Linked DNA regions of Rattus norvegicus: region 1 is linked to region 2. The links are chromatin contacts, called in public Hi-C maps. All regions are on one chromosome and are shown on one strand. The core of a region is the stretch at or near the end of the contact, and the rest is flanking DNA. Distances in the headings are between cores, read along the strand shown. Region 1 holds the start of Prdm2 (PR/SET domain 2). Region 2 overlaps Prdm2 (PR/SET domain 2).

The links. A called contact is a pair of places that touch in the nucleus more often than the background predicts.
Region 1: a contact with region 2 is called in a Hi-C map of kidney, with 3 times the contacts expected there. The contact joins the promoter of Prdm2 here to the enhancer-like site in region 2. A contact is called at or near these places in 2 of 12 Hi-C or Micro-C datasets (Schwann cells and kidney) and 1 of 1 datasets of contacts at active chromatin or transcription factors (oligodendrocytes).

What each region holds. Positions count from the first base shown.
Region 1 is chr5:160,811,361-160,817,676 of GRCr8, reverse strand. Prdm2 (PR/SET domain 2) reads left to right here and starts at 2,537. Exons shown (of 10, transcript NM_001077648.2): 1 at 2,537-2,627.
Region 2 is chr5:160,754,052-160,760,241 of GRCr8, reverse strand. Prdm2 (PR/SET domain 2) reads left to right here. Exons shown (of 10, transcript NM_001077648.2): 6 at 1,949-2,075. Among named protein-coding and RNA genes, the nearest start is that of Prdm2, 58 kb to the left of the region's middle. Within about 2 kb of position 1,916, at least 89 of the 93 cell types and tissues checked have an H3K27ac peak or open chromatin away from gene starts, as enhancers often do. A contact at or near this core is called in Schwann cells and kidney, where this site is marked.

The DNA of each region.
Region 1 (6,316 bases), core at 1,288-3,787, 57 kb before region 2:
ACAAGCCTTAGAGGAAGTGTGGTCCTACTGACACCTTAGCCTTAGCCTACTGATACTGACTTTGGACTCTAACCTCTACATTTGAAGGAGATTAATTTTCTGTTGTTTCAAGGTATCAAATCTGAAACTGGGGGGAAAGGCATTGTTGTTGTGGTTTGCCCTGGAGTTATCTGTATTTTGATGCTAATTCCACTGCCCCACGGACAGCAGCCTATTCAGTACTCAGGAATCAGGTGACTTCACCAGAACCTTCTCCCCATTTAAATTGTAAAATACAGGTGAGGGCAGGAACAGGATAGAAGGAGACCTGTCATTGGACAAGAAGGAAGGTTGGGCGGGAGAAAAGTTTGAAGGAAGGGGAAGAGACTGGAAGGGAAAGGAGAAAGAGACAGGAGGAAGAGGGAGAGGAGCCATGGCAGGACAATATGGCGGGTGACGTTAAGATTCCACACTGTAACTTTAAAGGTTGTTACAAATGTTTTTAAGGGATGGATGGTACTGGGCTTTGTATGTTTAGGTGAGCAATTATATCTTATCAATTGGATGTAAGGTTACTGTGTTGTGTGTTCTTTCATGTGTAGATTTAAGTGTAATGGAGTGTGGGGCGGCTGGTCTGGGTCGCCTTGGAGTTAGGATGCGTGTTTCTGGTATGGAAACCTGCCTTGGGAGCTAGATAGGTAGAGAGATTACTGATGGCTCAGAGAGAGGCCTTTAGCAGTGTGATATGGGATGGAGCAGAATGGGTAAGATGCTTTGCTAAGAATTAAGATATCCAGATATCAGGGTTGGGGATTTAGCTCAGTGGTAGAGCGCTTGGTAGCAAGCGCAAGACTCTGGGTTCAGTCCCCAGCTCCGGAAAAAAAAGAAAAAAGAAAAAAAAAAGATATCCAGATATATTGGGGCACTGAGGTGCCTGACCTAGGGGGAATAAAAGAAAACGTTACTTTTATTATTTTTTATATTTTTACAACAACACATTGTCATTTTAGATTAAAGACAGGAAGAACAGCCACTGACTTCTTGGCATGGTGCTCTCTGGTTTTTCCATGTCCTTTTCGATTTGACAGCCCCCTATTTTTCTCCTGCATTCTTTTGGATGCCAGGGGGGCATATATATTTTTTCTTTTAAAATGATGACTGTGGCCATTTGGTGGTAGGTGAGGGTGGTGGTCTCCTTTTTTCTCCCCCACTACCTCAGATGATTTTGACGCATGTTCTTAGTTGGAAGGTGTTATTCAAGTAAAGAGGGCAAACTCCAATGGCAGACTGTATCATAATAATATATAGTCTAGTGATGTGGTTGCATGTACCTCTTAGGTTTATAAACTCTTCCTTGAAGAGTGAGAGAAATAAATGAACATTTGAGCTTTTATTTCCTTTCTCCGTGGGCTCTGTGGCGATCCAGACCTCGTTTGCACCTGCCAACAATACTGACGAGATGATCACCACATCACCAGCCCTTTACAGAGTATACCACAATCCACGTCAGTTGACATGCTTTCTAAACGACAGGTACATTTGATCAACTTGTCTGGTCTTTCCAAAGTTTCGGAGACACATTTGGACATAATACATTATCTATTACTCTTTAGATCCTTTTCACAGAGGACTAATATGGCCCACTACATTTAGATTTTTTTTTCCCTTTCTTCTCGGAGGATAGCTTTATCCTGAAATACTCATGGCTTTAGATGCCATCTAGATGTGACAACTGTAATTTTCTTCTCTCCTCAACTTCAGATTGATCGGCCACCGTACTCCTGTCAAACCTCTTCTCTGGGATGTCAGAAGTGAGTTCAACATAATCTATCTCCACTATGTACCACTGCTCACTTGTTTGTAAATAGTGAATCAGTTCCCAAGGGCAAGGTGAAGGCCGTGCTCTGCCCCACAGAGCCCTGGCACTGACCTAGGCCCATGGCTGACAATTGGCAAATGCCTCCTGGTAAGGATGAACACAGCGACCCAGTTGTATCTGCTTTGTTCAAGTCTCGCTCTGTGTGTGTGTGTGTGTGTGTGTGTGTGTGTGTGTGTGTGTGTGTGTGTGTGTGTGTGTCTACACTGGTCCTTTGCACACAATCTAAGTAGACTATTTGCCTGACAGAGTTATAGTGGCCTTCAAAGTGGATTCTGCTCGTTTTGCTTGAAACAAGGTCTCAGGGTGTGGTTCTCTCTCTCCTCAAACTTACTATATAGATTTGCCTGCTTCTGCCTCGAGTTTGAGGATTAAAGTGTACGCTACCATGCCAGTCAGTCCAGATCGGCTGAAGGGGGGTGGATTCGCTGAGGAAAATATGAGTTCCTCAGTCATAACTCTATAGTGGTCAGGCCGTCCAGGCAATGGCGACACGGGCTTCCTTTCGAGGGAACGCTCTGGGACGAGTGGAGAACCAGTGATTGACAGAGAGGGCGACACAAGTCCGTCAGGGTCACGCCCGGCCGTCGTGTTAAGCTCCTTGGGGGTCGCAGGCCACGAGCTATGCGTGGGGTCGGTGTCGGGGTTGCGGGTGCCGTGTCGACGTCACTTCCGGCCGAAGCCAAGATGGCGGCGGCGCGGCCGCGGGCGCCAGGGCGACGGCGGCGGCTGAGGCTCTGGGCTCGCTGAAGCGTTGGCACGTCGCGCTCTGGTGAGGAGCGGCGGAGCCGGGGCGGGCGGGCCTCCGGGAATGTCCCTTGGTGTCAGTGAGGAGTGTGGCCACCGCGGCGGGGGCGACAGGGCCGGGCGCTAAGGGGACTGCGGGGCGGGCTAACGCGCCCCCTTCGAGCTTCCTCCGAACCGCCAGGAACCAGTGGCTAGCGCTGGCGGGCGCCGACGAGAGGCGGCGCGAAGGCTCCCGCCCGGCGACTCTTAAGTCCCTGCGGCCAAGTTTGGGGTCCGATTTGTGGCGACGCGGCGGACTCGGGGTGCGCGGCTGCGGGGTCGGCGGGGAGCGCACGTGGGCCCCGGGCGGTCCCCATCCGCAGGGCTGCGCTGATCTCTGCTCTTTTGTGTCCCAGCTGAGTGTCTGAGCGCATCCGCATCCTCGACTTGGTTCTGTGCCTCGAGCCTTTGTGTTTCCCCGTATAGTTTCCCTGTGCTCTAAACCTGGCAGTGGTTTCCCCGAGTGTTCCCCATCGACCCACTGGTGCATATGTGCATGTGTCACAGGTGTGCACTAACATACATATGACTGGTTTTGATTAGTTAAAAGATCCGTCTACTATGTCTCCGAGGGTGACAAGTGAGACACGCAATACACCTAACAGGTCAGTGTTCTTCCACGATCCACGCGTGAAGCACCCGCCCACGGCCTGGGACCGTTAGGTCGGGCCTCGAGCTGGGGAAACAATCCCACAGATAGCCGGGAAGTCACGTTGCCCCTTACTACCCAGCTGGAATTTGCACCTAGAGAAATGGGGTTCCCCCACCCCCATGTTTCGTGTATTGAGGATTTGGGTGTATTTGACACATGAACTGCCTTTTGCGGAATTTCAGTTCCTTGCCCCTAGGACCCTTTCATCAAACCCGGGGAACGTTTGTTTCTAGTACAAAATGTCCCCAGAACATGACTAAAATGTGTCTTAAAGTTTTTTGTTTACTTCAGGATTATTCTTTAAAGTCATATGTACAGCAGAGGCAACCCCCCCACCTCCAATGGTTCTTTTTAACCTACGATAGCACAGACTACAGTTTGATTATTCCTGCCCATGGTGGTATTAGAAAAAAGGATTTAGAAGTTTGCATCTAGATATTCGGAGGAGGAACCGAGAGACATTATTATGCTGTTTTCTTTTTCTGTAGAGTTCTGTTTTTTGAGGTTGCATGCAGTTGCCACCCTCCAAGCTTCCTTACAAGCACTTTATTTGGTAAAAAATTCTTTTTCTTGAGAAATCTCAGCCTAGCTTTGAAGACCTTCAGAGATCATTTAATAAGCCCCCTTTATTTCAAGACACGGGGATAGAACTGTAAACCCATTGTTGGAAGCAACAGTCAGTTGCGTTTGGTGTAATTTCAGGGCTCCCCCTCCCCCCTCTTTAAAACCATTGATGCATTTAAAAAGTCTTAGAACCAGGGATATAATGGTAACGCTTCAATGAATGTTTGCTGTTTGTCGATGGAAGAGTTGGCTTCATTGAGGTTTAAGGGTTTTTTTTTTTTTTTTTTCTATACAGTGCTCCAGATAATAAGGTGTAACTTTGTAATAATGTGTTAGCTCTGTAAGCACAAAACAGCAAAATAGTCTCCACTGCAGGACAGTTGAAAAACAGAAAAGCACAAAGAAGGAATAGAAACTGGCCATAAACTTCCGCCTCCACAGATAGCCATTGTTAACATTGTAGCAGATTGTCACTAGTCCCTCAGGGTGTGCCTGCGAGTGTTTCTTTATTCACATATATTTATTTATAGAAGCATCCACTTCTGTATAATAGTTTATACAGAATTGGTATGTTGTGTGTATTGACGTAGCTTGTCTTCCGCTATGCTGTTGTGTGTGTCTGTCTTTAACTGTTCTTTCATTGGATCTTCAATGGCCGTCTGATATGTGGATGGATTCATCAACCAGTCCCACATTGATCTATAAAGATTCTAAAGCCTTTTCACTAAATTTTGGAAGTTTTTTTTCCCCTCTATGATGAATTTTAAAATTCTGCACTTATTTAAGATGTGAGGACTGGAAAATGTGCTTTTGTAGTGTCTGACCGTACATGATTTTGTTTCAGCTACCTTGCTAAGGAGTAACCTCCCTGTTTTCTCTGTGGTTGTCTGTAGCTCACACACATCTGCACCCAGTTTCTTTTGATGATTATTTCACATTGGCTATTTATTTATTCATGGGGATTTTTTTTTCCAGAATGCTGATATCTTTTCAAGTTTAGATCTGACTTAGACACCTTTCAGGGGTCTGTCAATTCACAGTTTCCAGGGTGAAGAGCACTACGAATGGTTTGCTATTTTCATGTCTTCTGACTAGCTTCATGTTAGTCTTAATATATGTAAAGGGGGAAACCCTACAGCAAACCTGCAGCTCTCACTGGGAAACTCCGTAGTGAGAGCGTGCGTATGGGACCTTGAGGGATATGCCAGACTTGTATGCAGAGAGCATCTACAGGGAATTCTGGGTACAAAGGGGATGTTACCTGCTGAGCATGACTTCTGCTGCTGCTGACGTGCTCTTAGTGCTTCACAGTTTGTATGCTGCCTATCAGCAATTACAGTGTTTGGTATGAGGCCTGGTGTCATGTCCTAGTGCTTGCCTTTTGAAGTGAGAAATTTTTAGTTAGCGCTATAAAAATGATTTTCTTAGAGCAGGTCAGGGAAAACTACCCCGTCTGTAGGTAGGGATATCAGATTGAGTTACAAAAAATGTTGTTCCTCAGCTACTGTACTGTTGTTATTTTGACCGGATTAGTCTTTGTGGGGGTGTCACTCTTGTCCATGGTGGAATGCTTAGCAGTTCCCCCACCCCACAAGATGCCAGTGGTCCTTCCTTTAGTTGTGACAAGCTGTGAAGTCACCAGACATTGCCATCAGGAGGGACACAATTCTAAAATACCTCATTAAATGAAACTTCCTTTGTTGGGTGGTTGAATCACAGAAGCAGCCGTGGTGTCTCAAAGAACTCCAAGGATAGATGCTATGGGTTAGACTTTGAAGAAGGGAAGGCTCTTCCCATCCAAATGTCTTCTAGCTTTTGCTGTGATTATAGAGTAACTCTGTAGTTGGACGTTGGCGTCATTTTATGGGAAGAAACATGGTAGTGTGAGATAGCCTGGAGATTATGAAGTTTTTATGACATGGGATCAGCATTCCCCCTGTGCAGATTAAATTATTATAAAATTTAAATAAATTTGCATAGAGGCATTGCATGATTTAAGCATTTGGTCCATTATGCTGAATAGCACAGAAATAATTCTTCTAGAAAATAAGACTTGAAGCAACTCCTTGAAGATTGGCTAAACTGTACTTTTCTACTTTTTTTTCTCCCTTTTTAAAACAAGCAAGCAAAAAATCCCCAAAAGAACCAGTTGGGGTTGTGCACCGAAGCTTGTCCAAAGGAAAGCAGGCGTTTGAAATGCTTACTTTAATGTATCTTTGTAGAAAACATGTCATTAAAGTACCTGGGGAAGAAAATATGTTTCCTAATCTTTATTTGTAATTATTGTAAGTAAAGATTGTATTAGTTGTGGCTCTTATCTGTTTATTTATTTATTTCTTTTGGCTGTGAAATAATATTGAGAATGCACCATTAAATACAATATGTGAAAAAAAACTGCTATTGGAGCCATGTTTGGTAACAAGTGGTTTTTCTTAATTACAGGAATATCTGAATGATCT
Region 2 (6,190 bases), core at 667-3,166:
TATATATATATATATATATATATATATATATATATCTCAATCAAAAAGAGAACTGAACTAAGATTTACACGATCTGAAAACAGTTTAATTTTGGAAAGCAAACAAATCAGATTAGCTCATCAAAGTCCCAAAAGATGTTTGTGATGGCTGTTTTAACTCATTAATACATTGCCAAAGTAGGGGTTTTAGGTAAGTTTAGCTGATTCAAGAAAGGATATGAGACACTGGTTAAAAAACAGTAAAGTGGCAGATTTTAGCTATATTTTGGAGGAACAAAGTAAACAGGGGCTGGTTCTTTTATTTTAAACAACCTGAATATTTTTGAATAATGAGACTTCTGTGGACAATGAAACAAAGTCATGCTTGCTGTCTGTATTAGTTAGGGTTTAACTGCTGTGAGCAGACCCCATGACCAAAGCAACTCGAGGCTGACCTACAAGTTCAGAGGTTCAGTCCATTATCATCAAGGTGGGAACATGGCAGCATCCAGGCAGGCATGGCGCAGGAGGTGCTGAGAGATCTACCTCTTCTTCTACAGGCTGCTAGCAGAGTACTGGCTTCCAGGTAGCTAGGATGAGGGTCTTATAGCCCCTGCTGACAGTGACACACCTACTCCAACACCCTTATAGAAACAGAATTCTGGCTCTCATTTGTCTCCTTGGCTTGGGCAGTTACTTTAGTCTTTGATAACTTCTCAGTTCTGAGGAGACTAAGTTTGGCCTTCCTTCTGATTAGATTCCACTTATGCCTCTGGGCATCCCAGAACTGATCTGTCCTCTGCATAGTCTCAGGAGCAGGTGCTGTCCATCTGAGTCATTTTAAAGACTCTTCCTCTGTCTGTGACTGGTAGCTGTTTATGGGGAGAGGATTTTGACAGGAAGCAAATGTTTGGGCACTTACGCTCTCACCTAATACTGGTAGGTCCACTGGTGGCCTTGTCTGGATCAATCTGTGTTCAAGACTGCAATATGGGTTATTTTAATTGCCTCATTCCCACTCATTCTACACCAAGCGAGAACATTCCCTTTTTTCTGTGTCTCTTCCTGTGATCATCTGTGTCAGCATGTGGGCTTAGATGGGCTTTTACTTGTACTTTCTGAACAGATGGGTTCCCGGCAATGAAAGAAAACTGCTAGCTACCTTCCCAATTCTGTTTAGGACTTGCTTTTCTACTTAAAATATTTCTTCAGGATGTTGCATGTGTAGTTGTATGATGGTGTCAGGTGTGACTGAAGAACTTACTGTTTTAGGAACATAATTCATGGAATGCTATCTTAGGGATTTCTGTAACGGTGATGTACACTCTTGATGTTTTCTCACAGCCTGCGCTGCTTTGATGACTGTGCATTGTGGGTGCTAGGTTGGGCTCTGACTGAGCTCAGGGCTTCTGTACTTGTGTTGTTTATGGTTAAAGGTGTACCTCGTTCCTGCTTAACTTGTGCTTGGAATTAGAAACGTATACTTTAACTCCTTCCCATGCCATTTGCCCTTTACATTTCTCATCCACTTGAATTTCATGAGCAAAATCGTCCCGTGTTTTATTTTCTCTTTTGCGTGGGTGGCATGAGGTTTGGAGCTAGCTGTAAGAATCTGGAGATGGAGGCTGAGCACTAGGCTCATATCAGCCGGTGCATGAACTCCTGCGAGCCCCTGTGACAAGCTGCCAGGCCGTCCTGCTTGTCCCTAATGCCCTGCCTTGGCTGTGCCAGCCAAGGAATTTTCTGCTAGCTCTGGTCGCGGCTCCGCCTTCTGCCCCCGGCCTGCGCTCTAGGGTCCGCCTCCTTCCAGCGCGCGCCCTGGCCCTGCCTCCCCTCCGCGCGCACCCGCGTCGGCGGCGCCCTCCCGACAGCTGTTTGCGGTCCGCGCGCCGCTCTTGCCCGCTGCTGCGCCGCCCCCGCCAACAACCGTGTCTCTGATTGGTCTGCCCCTTGTCTCTTCTCTTCGGTAGCCAATCGCGCCTGGCGAGGAGCTCCTGGTCTGGTACAATGGGGAAGACAACCCTGAGATAGCAGCTGCGATTGAGGAAGAGCGAGCCAGCGCCCGGAGCAAGCGGAGCTCCCCGAAGAGCCGCAGAGGTAGGAATCGCCGCCGCCGCCCGGCCCGGGCCGCACCCGTGCCGGCCTAAGGGTCGAGGTCCGGGCGTTGCCCGTAGCGTCGCGGTGACCTTTTCCGGGCTCGGCCCGCCGTCTCTGCCCGGCCCGCTGCTGAATCACGGCAGTCCCGGCGCGTTCGGGCTGTTTGCGAACTTGTGCCTGAGCGCTCGCGCGGCGGGAAGTGCGCGTGCGGCCGCCGAGTGCGGGCCCGGCCTTGCTCCCGGAATAGGGCTGGCCGCGCGGCGAGGGAAGGCCGCCTGCGCCTTCCGGCCCGGCTGACAGCGCAGGAGGGAGACGGGAAGGGAGAACCGGACCTGGGAGAGACAAAGATGGGGTGCACCGGGAGCGGAGGGCGACAGGATGTGTTGGGCTTTGTGGAAGTTTAGGAGGCTTGCCGTGCCCTCAACTCTGTGGTGAACGATGTTTTGAACAGAAGGTAGAGTGTAGTCAGTCACACTTATAAAAGGGAGGGGATAATTTGTGGGTAGGAAAATAGTTTGGTTGGCTATATCATATTTCCAGCTGGCATACCGATACGTCGCTGGAATATTTTTGCGAAAAACTTTTAATGTGAACTTGGGGATCTTTTATTTGAGTCAAGGCACGAAATGGTCGTTTTTTATTAAAACAAGAACTTTGGGGTTTTGTTTTGTTTTGTTTTTTGCTCTCCCCTTAGTTTTTAGTAAATCCGAACAAGCCTGTTCTTTTCCCAGACATTGCAAAGTATTTTGTGGGAGTGAGGTTATAAATAAAAGCATAAACATGGTTTTGGAAAACTCTCAAGCCATATTTGATGAGCTCATTGTGACTTTTCAATTCCATATTCTTTGCGTATCACAGCAAAGTGAAATAGGCTCACCCAAAGGGTGGCTGGTAGGTCGCTTGCTGAGTACATTTTTCCATTTATTGGTGGTGATTCAGGTGTTGTTTCAGGTCAGTAAATACTTTGATTCTGGATCAGATGATAAGAGTCCAGAAAATTCCAGCCCTCCCTCAAGTATTTTAACTGCATTGAGATTTTGTCGGGCCGAGGCTCAGCAGACGCCATTATTTGACTCTTTTCTGTGCTTAATGTCTATTTCGTTTGTAAGCAGGAGTCATGCTCTCAGCCTTCCTAGAGAAGCTACGGCTTGTGGAGGCCGAAAATTAGGGGATCTGGGGACTTCCTTATTGTGCCACTGTACTTAATCCTGACATTTAATTAGATCTGTAACTCATGGCAGTCTTACTTTGCTTGTGGCAAACTTTGGTGTGTGTATCCAAACCTGCTTCATTAGCCTTTTCCTTTATCCCTCACTGTTCCATTCAATTCAGTGTGGAGGAAGAGCCTGAAACTAATCTTTTTGTTCTGTTAGTGATACACAAATGTATACATTCCATAGCTAGATTGGTGGGTTTAGATTGTTTGGTGATTTTTTTTTAAACTTACTTTTTAAAATTTTTTTCTTATTAATTTTTATTTATAAGAGTACACTGTTACTGTCTTCAGACACACCAGAAGAGGGCATCATATCCCATTACAGATGGCTGCTGGGAATTGAACTCAGGAACTCTGGAAGAGCAGCAGTCAGTGCTTTTAACCACTGAGCCATCTCTCCAGCCCCGTTTGGTGATTTTTATTTTTTATTTTTTGGTCTGTTTGTGGTCTTTGGTTTTGTTTTTTGAGTCAGGGTTTCTCTGTGTGGTCCTTTCTGCCCTGGGACTGACTCTGTAGACCATGCTAACCTTGTACTCACAGAGATCTACCTGCCTCTGCCTCCAGGCTGCTGGGGTTAAAGGCGTGGGCCACCACCACTTGGCAGTGATGCATATTTCTTCCTGCCCCATTATTTTGATAAAGAGTCTGAGCAGTAGACAGCTCACTGAGGCCTTCTTGAGCTTTAATTAAAAGACTTGTGTGGAGTTCATACAAGTATGCCTACTACTTTAGGCAGCTTACTTCAGAAGAGGCCTGTTTGCTCTCTGTGACCTAGAGTTTGGGAATCTAGTGAATCAAACCTTTCTTAATTATGCTGTGAAATCTAACTTAACAGCTTGGAAGATCTGAAGGCAGAACCTTTTATATTCAGTCAGTACAAACTTAGACATTTTAAATAATAGTATCAGAGAGAATCAAGGTAAATTGGTTCAGTTGTTTCAGGTCAGTAAATACTTTGAATCTGGACCTGATGATAAGAGTCCAGAGAATTCCAGCCCTCCTTCAAGTATTTTAACTCTGCATTGAGATTTTGTTGGACTATTTCTGAAAGCCAGATGTTGGGGACATATAGCTGTCTAGTAGATTGATATTGGGCATAACCTTGTACTGCTGAAACAAAGGGCTGGATTCTTCACAGTTCTGGACCTCAGCTCCCCCCCCCCCCCCCCCCCCGGAGCTGGGGACTGAACCCAGGGCCTTGCGCTTCCTAGGCAAGCGCTCTACCGCTGAGCTAAATCCCCAACCTTGGACCTCAGCTTCTTTGCATGGCAAAGAAGGACCTTTCAGAACTCATCAGATCTTTGGTGCATTGTAAGGACTTTTGGGTGTATTAGGTAGTGAAAAACCCTGGTTCTCATGTCTGCTAGCTAGCTACCCCTCCCTCCCTCCCTCCCTCCCTCCCTCTCTCCCTCCCTCCCTTCCTCCCTTCCTTCCTTCCTTCCTTCCTTCCTTCCTTCCTTCTTTTCCCCCCATTCACTAATGTTTGTTAGGCCCTGCCTTGTGCTGGACTGTTTAGCCATTTGTGCAGTTCCTTGGGAAACAGAAAGGCAGGTGCCTCCATGCATCAGGAAGGCAGTGATCAGTATTCGACTGGCTGGCAGGCTGTCGGCCCTCAGTGAACACTCAGACAATGTGTAAAGAAAGAACAGTGCATGGTGCTTTCAGAAGGCAGTTCATATTGTACCTGACCAAGGAGCATGCAGTTTCCTGTGGTTACAGGTGTACAGCACTAGGCACATTCAGTGGAACTTGGCTTTGCGTTTCGGCTGAGTCGTGTGCATGTCCGAGCAGCCTCTCTGAGCTTGACTGTCAGAGGCTTTGGACAGGGTAAAGCTCTGGGGTGGAACAGTGGGAGGTTACAGTTGGAGGTCTCTAGCTGGATAGTGTGTACTATGTAACTGTAATGGAGCAGAGAAAAGGCCACATGTAGAATTTTTATTTCCTGCTTGATTTCTGTCCCCTATTCATGACTGGGAAATGCAGTTGAGTTTGCTAACCGTAAGTAATGACTGCTAATGAATCTTTCTTTGCTTGTGTAGTGGCACTGGAGATGAGATTCAGGGTCTGGTGCTAATAACAAATACTGGGCCAGTTCTGGTGAGTGCAGCTTTGATACATCACTGCAGTAGCTGTGCTGTACCGAGCCCTGCCTGAAGGGGGAGCCACAGCAGCGCTGCACAGATGGGTTTGTTTGTGGAAGGAGTGGGCAGCATGAGGTACCTAGGCCTCTGCCTAGTGTGGAACGGTGGGCAGTCTTGACTCTGTTCTGAGGTACACTTTTCCAGCTTCAAAAATGAGTGATTGTGAAGCCGTGGGAGCTTGAGCTTTAACCTCAGGAGGAGCATGTGGGCTAACAAAGGGGGAGGGCGTTTTCTGAAATTTGAAGGCACTTAGAAACTAGATTCTAACATGACTGTGGGTTTCTTGTTGAGGACTTACTGAGTTTGCGGCTCCTCCAGCCAGTGTGTTTAGGACCATGTAGAGTTCTCCCCCTACTTCTCTCCCTAGGCTCAGCCTCACTCTCATTCACCCTTATTAGTGGCCTTTCTAACCCACTGACCTCCCTGTTCAGGCAAGTTAGGAGAGAAGAGTTATTTATAGGAGCAAGAAGTCCCTTAGACCTGAGAGCTGGATGATTGAAGACTGTTTATATAGCCATTACTGGACTGCACAGGCTATGTTCATTAAGGTTCCGTCCTGTGTCTGAGAATATCAGCTGGTGACCTTCAACTAACACACAACATTTAAATTACAGTCAACCGTAAGGAAGAAGCGTTTCGTTTGTCTCCGCATAGAATTGTTCAAATCAAAACTCTTGGTGTAATGAAGAATGCCGAAGTGTTTTGAAATTGAGCATACTTGACATTCTTCCCCAGGTGCTGAATAGCTCAGACCAGGT